Regions from separate parts of the Sus scrofa genome. Here regions 2, 3 and 4 are each linked to region 1. A link is a contact called in public Hi-C and targeted proximity ligation data. All regions are on one chromosome and are shown on one strand. The core of a region is the stretch at or near the end of the contact, and the rest is flanking DNA. Distances in the headings are between cores, read along the strand shown.

Region 1 (2,679 bases), core at 102-2,601:
GCTTAAGAGCTTGAATGCTCCACCTTTTAGTAGTGATTTGATCACAGCAAGTAACTTCGTCTTTGCAGGCTTCTCCCTCTTGAAAAGGGGCAAAAAATAACCCAACGGGGTGGCTGTAAGACTGCAGTGACTATGTGTAAAGTGCTAAGAACTGTGCCTGGCATTTTACAGACCTCAATTAACGTTAGCTATTATTATTTTAATGCTCAATCTTCTAATCCCCAGCGTCTAGCTCTTACTAGATGCTTCATTAGTATTTGCTGAATGAATGGAGATTTAATATGGAAAAAATTTATCCTTGGGGCTCGACCTGGTTTTAGAAAATGAAATTTTTAGTACAAGGGCAGAAGGGATTCTGATAATAGCTATGTACGCTGGGTGTCCAGGGACTCCAAATCGACCTGGTTCTTGAAAGAAAGAAAAACGATAGATTCTAGGTTGCTTTTTCATGGAGCTTTGTGCAGCGTCTGACACACATTTCGCGCTCACCGCAATCACGTTGCACGAGTGCACGCACACGCCCTGGCAGGGCTGCCCGGGTGTAGGAAGTATCACTGTCGGTGGCAGAATGACTCCCACTCCGCTACCCGGCCACCACGGAACTGGGCTGGGCTGGCCCCGGGGCCCCAGACCCTGCAGGGCGTGTGGAGGCCGGGGAGGGGGCTAGAATCCAGCGGCGGCCACGTGGGCCCCTTCCGCCCTCTCCCCACATCCTTTGTTTCCCACCGGCCCCGGCTCAGGAAGCTCTTTCTGCGAGTCACCGCGAAGGGGCGGCCGGGGAGCCTGGAGAAGCTATTTCCGTGCAATCCCGGCGGGCGGCAGGCGCGGGAGGGGCGTGGAGGTGGAGGCAGCGCAGAAGGCCCAGTGTTTGCTTTTATTTCATCCAACAGAAGGTTCTATTTGTGGAAGCGAACAGACGCTGGGGATTAGAGCTGGGAGGGGGCAGGAAAAGGAAAAAAAAAAAAACAAAAAACCACATCCACAACCACGCATAGGTCTTCCCCGGAACTACCGCGTGGGGGTGAATGAGTGATTCTGGAATTCATCACCTTCTCTCTCTTCCTTTCCGCCGACTACCGCCGGGCCTCGCGACGCCCACGGCTCCAACCGGAGGTCCCAGGGCGCGGGGCGGTCGGTTGCGGGGGGAGATCCCCAGGGCAAAAGGCGTCACCGCGCGGCTGCAGCGAGCAGCGGGTGCAGCGAGCCTTGGTGCGCGCGCCCGCAGTCCATTGTGCTCGGTGTGAATGGGGAGCGCGCACCAATCAGCGGTCGCTTCGCCCCCCACGGCCCCACCCCTCCCGCCCACTTCCCGGGGACCCTGACGTCACGGGAACTTTTCCTCCACCCCCTCCTCCAGCTTCTAGCTTTGAGCCCGCTGCCTGCCGGAGGGCGCGCGCCGCCTCCTGCTTAGCCCAGCCCGGGGGGCGTGTGCGCGCGCCCCAGCCAGCTCGGGACACACCACCTGCGCCAGAGCGCGCGCTGCCCGGAGCATCCCAGCCCTCGGGCCACCCCCATCGCCCCCGCCGACCCAGCTCCTCCTCCCTCCTCCCAGCCTCCCCCCCCCCTCTCCGGTGACTGCTCGCCCAGCGGCAGGGCCCGAGTCGTCGCAGCCACCTCATTGCACAACCCGGCTTCCCAACTGTTTACACAGCCCGGCCTGTGAGTGTATGTGTGTATACAGCGTGAGTCACCGGGAGGCGGAGGAGGTGGAGGAAAAGGAGAAGGAGGAGTGCACTGGCCAGGATCGGTGCTGCGCACACACTCACTCACTCACACTCAGTCACTCTCTCTGAGCGCGTCTCGCTCGGGCACACTCACGCCGGGAGCCCGGAGCGCGCAGGATCCCGAGCGCCGCGGAAAAGTTGCTCCGGCTTTGGCCCCGAGACTTATTGCTTTGGGAAGTGCATTTGCTCCGTGGCTCCGCCGAGCCTGCGGAATCCTGTACTCGCTGTTTCGGACCTCGGTAAGGCCAGCCACCGCCACCTCTGCCTCCCTGACTGTCGGCAGCCTCGACAACAATAGCGGCGGCCGCCCCCTGCCAGGTGCCCGGAGCCGATACCGCGGGGGTCTGAGGACCCGAGCCGGCCTCCCACCCCGGGACGCGCAGCCACGGTGGTTCTCGCGTGTACCGCCAGCGCCGGGGAGAGGCTCCGGCTTTGCCCCCCGTGGGGGCCGAACCAAGCTCCGTCTGCAAACTCCATCCTGCGGGCTGGAATACGTCGCGGCGCCGGCGCCGACCCCGTCGCGCCTTCCCGCGCCGATCCGAGGACGTACAAAGCCGGGGCCGTCCCGGCGCCGGACGGGATGCGGGTCGGTCCCGTGCGCTCTGCTATGAGCGGCGTCTCGCAGCCCCGAGCCCCGGCCTTGCTGCTCCCGGCCGGCCGGGGCGCTCCTGCCAAACGCCTGCTGGACGCGGACGACGCGGCGGCGGTGGCGGCCAAGTGCCCACGTCTCTCCGAGTGCTCAAACCCTCCGGACTACCTCAGCCCCCCTGGCTCTCCCTGCAGCCCGCAGCCTCCGCCCGCCGCGCCCGGGGCTGGCGGCGGCTCCGGGAGCGCGCCGGGGCCCAGCCGCATCGCCGACTACCTGCTGCTGCCCCTGGCCGAGCGCGAACATGTGTCCCGGGCGCTGTGCATCCACACGGGCCGCGAGCTGCGCTGCAAGGTAGGCACCCGGAGG
Region 2 (2,679 bases), core at 79-2,578, 400 kb before region 1:
GAATGCTTGTCCTGGAGCAATTCATGTAACTTGCTCAGAGGCAAGCATATGCAGCATATGGAGGTTCCCAGGCTAGGGGTCAAATCAGAGTTACAGGTGCCAGATCTTAGATTGGTTTCCACTGAGTCACGACAGGAAATACCTACCCAGGGCACTTATGACACACCTCGGTTTAGTTTACTTCTTTGCTCTGCACCCCTCTCCCCATTTCTGATCTTGAGAGAACAGAGGCTAATGCATCAGTGGACCTCTAGCCCTAGCACATTAACACGTTCACAGATGCCTGACAATTTGGGGTGATTTAAGCGAACACCTGGCACATCCTCTCCTTTCTTTCTCCGGCAAACACCCGCCTACTCCTTCTTCCAGATTCAGCTTGAATGTCATCTTATCCACGCACCTGTAGCTCCTTCTACCATCACCTATACACAGCTGGCACAGGACAGAAAGGCTGGCCTACTTCATCTCTGTGAAACCTGGGCTGGCACGTAGTAAGCGGTCCACAAAACCTCGCGGAATGAATGGAGATGTTTAGACAGAGGGTGGCGGACCTCCCGGCAGGGGTTTCCTCGGAACCACCTCCACCTCCCAGCGGCTGGGGCCACGAGACTCGGGGTATAACCTACTCCACTCCCACTCCCTCCGGAGCCAGCCATGCACCTTACCACCCTCCCACTCGGACAGCAGGATCCATTCGCACGCCTTCCCACCTCACACCACGCAACGTAGTTCTAGCGCCTGTCCGGCATCACAGCGGGGGCCGTGCCGCCTGCGATTGGCCAAACGCGGCATAGCGCCATCTCGGCCTACCGCGAGGTGCGCGTCCTCATTGGCTGGCCACAGCGATGGGCGGTGACGGTGGGCGGGGCCCCCTCCGGTCCCTAGCCAGGGCGGAGCCCAGCCGCCTCTAAGGCGCTCTGAGTCCGGTAACCATCAAGGGCACCAGGCGGTTATTCTGGTTACCGCTGGGGCGCAGCGCTGGGAGGACAGCTGCGGTCCGCGAGGGATGCTGGTGAGGAGGCCGTGGGGGGCCGCCGCCGCCTTTTGAGGGGAGCGCTCTGGAAACTGCCGTTCGGCGGCTGGAAGGTTCCGGGGCTGGTGGAGGTCTCGAGGTGGGGGCTGCGCTTCCCAGCGCCGGAGCTGCAGTCTCGAGTCCGAGGTCGTCTTTGGTGGGAGAAAGCAGACCTGCGGTTCCCCCGAGCTTGGCGGTCCCAGGGAAGAGAGGTACTCACTCCGCGCCGCCGGCAGCCCTCGCGCTTTCCGCCCAGGCTGGACCGTCGCTGTCGGAGGTGGCGCGGCCGCGTTTTTCCCAGCGCAAGATACTTGTCACCCTGTTCCTCTTCTGAAAGGGCATCTGCTGCTGGTGGGAGAGAAGAGCAATTTTACAGCACGAAAGGCCACCGTCAAAATTTAGGACCTCATCCACAGTAACCCCTAGGGCCCGCCTCCCTCCTCAAAAAAAAGAAGAAAAAAAAAAAGTAAACACACGGATTGCTTAAAAGAGGAGAGCCTGATCGGGAGCTGTTGGAGCAGCTGATTTTTAAATACAGCTTTTTAAATCCGGGACAACTTACTCCTCTTCAAGTACTTTTTACTTTTTTAATGATTTTGTAAATTAGTCTGATTTGAATTGTAATCCTGTGACTGTGTTTATTGGACTTTGGCCGGTTCCCCGCGCTTTTTTTGGACAACACATTTTGGGGAGAACATCTAAGCACCAAAACTTTAACCAGGAAAAAAAAAAAAGAGGATCTCACCGTTGACCCGGTGTCACCGAAGAAGCCTTTAAACCATGTGGACCTTTCTCGGCATTGCCACCTTCACTTATTTTTATAAGAAATGCGGGGACTTCGTCTCTCTGGCCAACAAGGAGCTCTTGCTGGGCGTGCTGGTATTCCTGTCGCTGGGGCTGGTGCTGTCCTACCGCTGTCGCTACCGGAATGGGGCCCTCCTCGGGCGCCAGCAGAGCGGCTCCCAGTTCGCCGTCTTCTCGGATATTCTGTCAGCCTTGCCTTTAATTGGCTTCTTCTGGGCCAAATCCCCCACTGGTTCAGAAAAGAAAGAGCAGCTTGGGTCTAGGAGGGTAGGTTGAATTCAGAGTGGGCGAATGGGTGAGGGTCTAATGTTAAAATCCGGATCGGGGTCGCTCAAATGTAAATATTGCAATTTAAAGGGCGAAAGGCAGTCGGTTAGATACTCTGGTGTGATTTCTTATATACAGTTGGGTTTTAAGCTCTTGACTGTTCCTTGGCGACATCTTTGATGCTCTTTGGCTTGATTGAAAACCTTTGTTTCATTTAGCAGTTGGTGGAGCCCATGCTAAATGAAATCGATTTGATTATGGATGTTGATTTGATTATGAGAGGTGAAAGGAAATATTTGAATCCCTAGGAAATCCCTAGATAAGGAAATGTTGGAATCTCTAGAGCAGAATCACTTTCTGTGATTGGAGAAGAAAAAAGTTTGTTTTATTATCCTTGGGTAAGGATTGCATTGTGAGTGACTAGTTGATGTTTGCAGTTCAGTCCAGTTCCTAAATCAAAGGCCGGTCTTTTTTTTTTTTCACCAGCGGCATATGGAGGTTCCCAGGCTAGGGGTCTAATCAGAGCTGTAGCCACCAGCCTACACCACAGCCACCGCAACGCGGGATCCTGCGACCTACACCACAGCTCACAGCAA
Region 3 (2,679 bases), core at 53-2,552, 300 kb before region 1:
GGACAAAAAAAAAAAAGTCTTTTCTAAGGCTACACTCACAGCATATGGAGATTCCCAGGCTAGGGGTCTAATCAGAGCTATAGCCGCCAGCCTACGCCACAGCAACGCGGGATCTGAGTCTGCGACCTACACCACACGGCAACGCCAGATCCTTAACCCACTGAGCAAGGCCAGGGATCGAACCCTCATCCTCTCGGATCCTAGTCGTCTCCGTTAACCACTGCGCCACGATGGGAACTCCAAGAAAATCTTTATTAGAGGACAAAAGAAGACCTATTTTTATCCTCTCATAAAATCTCAGTTCCATAAAGAAGGAAGCACTGGTTTCCATCGATCTATTAGTAGGTACAAACTACAGTGGCCCTTGATCAGGTTAAAAAGGAACAGCACATCTCTTCCAGAAAAGTTCTAAAATGATCCTAATCACTCTGGCCTGATTCATGAATCCCGATAAATAAGAAAAACCATAAGGTGTTTGTTGTGGGCAGAGGCAGTAAAGCCTCTCCCTCCTCGCCTCCAACCCCGTTTCACCTATGGTGTAGGGAAGTTCCACACACTTGGAATCAGGAGACAAGGATCCATTATCCGCTCGGTTAAACCCCCGGCCCCCGCCGCCGCGCCTGTCGCTCCCGTTAACGGGGGAGTTCGTTAATGACCACAGACAAATCAGGACCTTCGGAACTATTTCTCGAAATGAAAAGGACTTTGATATGTCATAGGTAAGGGAATTAAGGTGCAAAAGAGGAGCAATGATTTGCCCAAACTCACAGTCCATGACAGAAATAGAATTCAAAGCCAGGTCCGTCAGATTGTAAAAGCCCGCACCAACCACTCGATTTTCTTGAGTGTAAGTGGAGAAATATCGACGTCCATACACCACTGCTCCCAGGAACTTGGAAGGACACGATGCTGGCCAAGTAGCTGAACATCACTTTCTAAAGCGCCAAAGCGCGTGAAAAATTGCTTCCACCTGAGTGGAGATGCAGAGCCTGGATTGCAGCCGCAGCCGCAGCCGCAGCCCCAGTAAAACCCTCATTCCTCCAGGCCAGGCTGTCCCATCCAGACCCCACCCCACGCCGCAGAAGCACCCCTGGCCAGAGCGGCCCAGCCCCGGGGCGGCGGGGAACGTGAAAGGAGGAGGCGCGCGCACCCCGCCCCGACTCACCTGTCCCCCGGGCCGCTCCAGGGCGCACGCGCAAGGCCGGCGGTCTAGCGCGGAGTCAGCACCCCGGCCCCCACCTCTTTGCCTCCGCAGGGGTCCTCTTCAGTCCCCCGCCCTGGCTCCAGAGCCGGCTGGACCCCGGCTTCCGCCCCTGGCTCCCTGGGCAGTCACATGACAAAGGGGCGGAGAGTGGGGCGGGGCATCATGTGACCACTCGCCGTCGACGACTGATGACGCCTGAGCCCGCGCTCGCTGTTTCAGCGACAGGGTAAGGGAGTTAAGGAAGGAGTTGGGGTTCGGGGTGCGAAGTCAGGGCGCAGCCAGGCAGAGGTACATCGGGGAGCCAGGTACGGCTGGAGCGGGGGATGGCGATGGGGAGGGTGATGGGGGGTGTCGTCTCCCTCTCGGGCGCTCCGCGGGTGCCCTGAGCTGTGGTTTGTGGACCTGGGTTATGGTCCTAGATCTGTTTACGCCACAGGAATGAGGTAGGGGCCGTTTACCTCCCTCTCCAAGACGCCGTCTCTACATCCTTGGGTTCTCAGTACGTAGGGGCAAAGATCACGAATTCTTTTTTTATTTTTATTGAAGTATAGGTGATTTACAGTGTGGCGTTAGTTTCTGGTGTACAGCAAAGTGGTCAGTTATGCATATACTTTTTCAGATTTTTCGGTTATAGGTTATTGAGATACTGAATAAAGTTCCCTGTGCTATACAGTAGGACCTTGTTGTTTATTTTATATATAGTAGTGTGAGACCATGAATTCTTGATCGAAGTAAATGTAGTTTGAGCTAGCTTTCTAAGCAGGGCCTTGGGAAGATCTTTAATTAAACTCTGGGCATCAGTTTCCTTTTCTATAAACGGTGGTAGGATTAATGATAATGAGAATGGAAGAAAGCCTAGGGCACCAGTTTATAACATACTGTAGGGGACCCAGCAATGACGGTTTCTTTTATTCTGTAACTCTCCCAAATCTTTATTTGATTGCCTATTTTTGTGTGAGGAGCTGTTTTATGTTGAGTAGAATATGTCAGAATTCTAGTTTTAAGTTGCTTCCAGGGCGAAAGAGTGGCAGACATGTGAGCAAATAATTGTGGTGAGTTTTATAATACAAGTTTGTGTGTGAGAGGGAGAGAAAGAGAGAGAGAGATAGGGATAGTGGTAGCATGAGGGAGAGAACAAGCAGTTGCTTGTATGGATAAGAGAAGGCTTCAGAAAGATGTAACCTTGCGTATTGAAAAAGAAGATACAGCTCTGGTGGAACTTGTGTAGGCCCCTAAGAATTTAAAGGAGTATCAGTATTTAAATTATTTGATCTGTGCTTATTACTTTCTGTACAAAAAGATGAGAGGAGGGAACAGAGAAATATTTTTATTTTTACCTAATAATTGGCCCCATCTAGAGAGAATCTTATGAATGTTTCTATCCTATCTCCACTCCCCACCGCCCCATCCATATGTTGAATTCCGAATGCCAGGGTGATGGTATTAGGAGGGAGCGGATGTGGGAAGTGCTTAAA
Region 4 (2,679 bases), core at 80-2,579, 280 kb before region 1:
AAAAGTCACCAGTGTTCTACCTCCTTGGCTTTTCATGTGTTCCCGCTTTTCAGCTGAGCCCCTTAAGATGCCAAAACCTGATTTCCCGATACCACTTAATTATTTTCCTTTGTTTCACAGGGCTTTTTGCATTTATTTATTTATTTATTTAATGTCTGTAATGGTCTTCCTTTGAACTGGGTTTCCTCAGGGCACAGACCTCAGGGTTGCATCTGATATTTTCAGAGGCTGGGGCTCATTTGATGCTCATCAGGTGTTAAATGTGTGTATTAATATGTTAGTAAATGGCTTTTAACAACATTCTTTAAATACAGATATTTGGATCCAGAATACAGAAAACTAAGTTGCTTTCCAAAATTAGAAATTGAGCACTTTCGTTAATTGGGGAACCTAATTTTTTGAAGACTTTGCACTTAATTTTTATGTAAGGACTGGTTAATCCAGTGGTTCTGAAACTTGGGACGAATGACTTAGAGAGCTGTTAAAACACAGATTTCTGGCCACCACCACTAAAGTTGCAAGAGATGTGGGATAAGTTGAAGAATTTGCACTTTTAACAAGTTCCCCAGGTAACGCCGATGCTGCTCGCCCAAGGACCACATTTTGGTTTAATCATCTCCCCTTTGATGAGAAACATAAGCCACTAGATGGCATCAGAACACTTCTTATGAGGTAGCTGTCGGGGCGTAACTGATCTGTTAATTGCAGGGTTCAGGATTGTATAAAAGGTACAGTAACTAAATTATTGGAATTCAGTAGCTTGGAGCCTGAATTATTCCATATATCTAAAAGTACCAAAAAAAAAAAATGTTTAGTTCAGACCAGAAAAACTGTGAGGCTATTGAGATCACAACGTTTTAAGATCAGCTCTTCTAGAAATGAGGAATATACCTCTCATTTCCACCAGCTTCATTTCCAGTTATCCAGGTTACTCAGTTCATTTACTTACCAGCGATATATGTGTCTCATATTTATTATTTACTATTCTAAGTTGGTGCCTCTTGATTTTGTGGTTGATAACTTTTAAAAGCCACTTTAAAAAGATGTATCAACAGTAGGTGTAATTCTCTCAGCGGGCCAGTTGTGTGGCGAATAGTTTGGGGATGTTAAAAAGTGTGAAATGTGTTTTTCTTTCCTCTTGGCTTCCTTCGTCAGAAAGTTGAGCAGTTTCCTTTTTAAGGGCTCTGGAGAGGAGAGCTTGGGCTGCTCTTGGCCTCACCTCACCTCATGTTACCACTCTCACTCCATAAATTTCCAACCATTCCAACACCTCCAGATTTTCTTTCTTCCACTGACTGTACCAACCTGAAATTTGGCTTGGTTTCTCCACATGATGGCATGTGTGGAAATAATTGCTTGCTCTGCTCTCCTGTTTGCTGAGCTCTCCCATCCATATTAAGGTGTCACTTTTTGAAATAGTAAATGAGTCATCTTTTAGATTTCTAAAACAGAATCTGTATAGTACCTGAGTACTGCCTCGGTTTTTCTAGATGCTGGAGAATAACAATTTTTTTTTTTTTTTTTAGAATAACATTTGAGTTGATTTCTACTTTTTTTTTTTTTTTTTTAAATCTTTGAATCAGAGACGTGGCTTAGGTTTCAATGATCTAATAGAATGTGAAAATGACCGCTACAGAAAGAACTGAAATGGTGTCGCTCGATCAGATTTTAAAATTAAACTAGCATTTTGTATTATACGTATGATCATTGAAAACAATTAAGACTAGTTTAATTCTAGGCAAAGAGTACAATTCATGGCAGAGGTAGAACAGACTTAGGATCATTTTTGAAACATCAAGGCTTTTTAAAAGACATTGAAGTTTGTCTTTCAGTAAGCAGAAACATGCTTTTATTTGATTGGTGATTAACAGATGAAACCAATTTGATTATTCTAGAGAAAATTATTTTATTATCCAGACTTATTTATCCCTCTTCTTTCTGTGCTTTATAACTGAAATTGTGTGTTCTATATAAGTGGAAAGTTATATTTATATGTAGCAGCACTGTCCAATAAAAATATAATGTGAGCCGCGTATGTAACTTAAAATATTCCACCGTCCTCATTACAAAAGGCAAGAAGAGTAGGAATTAATTTCAGTAATGTTTTATCTAATCTAATGTGCCTAGAATATTATTTCAGTATGTAATCAGTATTAAAATTGAGTTATTTTTACATTTACATTCTTTTTTTTGTGCCAGGTTCCAAGTTCAAAATCTTATGATGGATCTCAATCCAGACTAGCCAAATTTCAAATGCCTAATTGCCACTGCATGTGGCAAATGGCAACTGTAATAGCAAGTAGAGAGGGTATTTCACTTTTCAGTGACTCTATCAAGAAATTTTAAGGGTAGTTAAATCAATCAGTTTTGTAGCTTTTTAGAGGTTTTGGTGATATTCACATTGAACCAGTTAGTAAAACAAGATAATACTATTTACCGATTTCTGTTTTTTCCTTTCTCTTTTTTCTCTTTGTATTAGTCGCCCTCTACCACTGGCGTGATTGGTATTTTAGGTTTTTCCCCAAATTGTTTAACCAGCTTAAACTTACTTCTGCAGATCCTATTAATATTTGCTTCTGTTTGAAATGTCACATGCTGATTTGACTCCACACCTACACTACTTTCATATTTTGTAGCTGATGTGGTAATTTAGTTTCTTTTGGTCTTGAGCAAGCTAGA

The links. Hi-C and Micro-C count contacts between places; a contact is called where the count stands out from the background.
Region 2: a contact with region 1 is called in a Hi-C map of liver, with 5 times the contacts expected there. A contact is called at or near these places in 1 of 5 promoter capture datasets (fetal liver) and 2 of 47 Hi-C or Micro-C datasets (liver and retroperitoneal adipose tissue).
Region 3: a targeted proximity ligation map of alveolar macrophages shows a contact between it and region 1. A contact is called at or near these places in 3 of 5 promoter capture datasets (fetal liver, fetal skeletal muscle and liver), 1 of 47 Hi-C or Micro-C datasets (liver) and 2 of 2 datasets of targeted methods (alveolar macrophages and skeletal muscle).
Region 4: a contact with region 1 is called in a targeted proximity ligation map of skeletal muscle, with 8 times the contacts expected there. A contact is called at or near these places in 3 of 5 promoter capture datasets (fetal liver, fetal skeletal muscle and liver), 25 of 47 Hi-C or Micro-C datasets (adipose tissue, alveolar macrophages, blood and 15 more) and 2 of 2 datasets of targeted methods (alveolar macrophages and skeletal muscle).

The regions. Positions count from the first base shown.
Region 1 is chr4:14,296,791-14,299,469 of Sscrofa11.1, reverse strand. It overlaps TRIB1 (tribbles homolog 1), which reads left to right and starts at 1,351. Exons shown (of 3, transcript XM_021088927.1): 1 at 1,351-2,664. The coding sequence starts at 2,305.
Region 2 is chr4:14,698,362-14,701,040 of Sscrofa11.1, reverse strand. SQLE (squalene epoxidase) reads left to right here and starts at 1,328. Exons shown (of 11, transcript NM_001101026.1): 1 at 1,328-2,083. The coding sequence starts at 1,793.
Region 3 is chr4:14,596,815-14,599,493 of Sscrofa11.1, reverse strand. It overlaps NSMCE2 (E3 SUMO-protein ligase NSE2), which reads left to right and starts at 1,302. Exons shown (of 7, transcript XM_021088938.1): 1 at 1,302-1,430. WASHC5 (WASH complex subunit 5) reads right to left here and starts at 1,361. Exons shown (of 29, transcript XM_021088931.1): 1 at 1,166-1,361.
Region 4 is chr4:14,574,736-14,577,414 of Sscrofa11.1, reverse strand. All of the region lies in intron 2 of NSMCE2 (E3 SUMO-protein ligase NSE2), which reads left to right. Among named protein-coding and RNA genes, the nearest start is that of WASHC5, 22 kb to the left of the region's middle.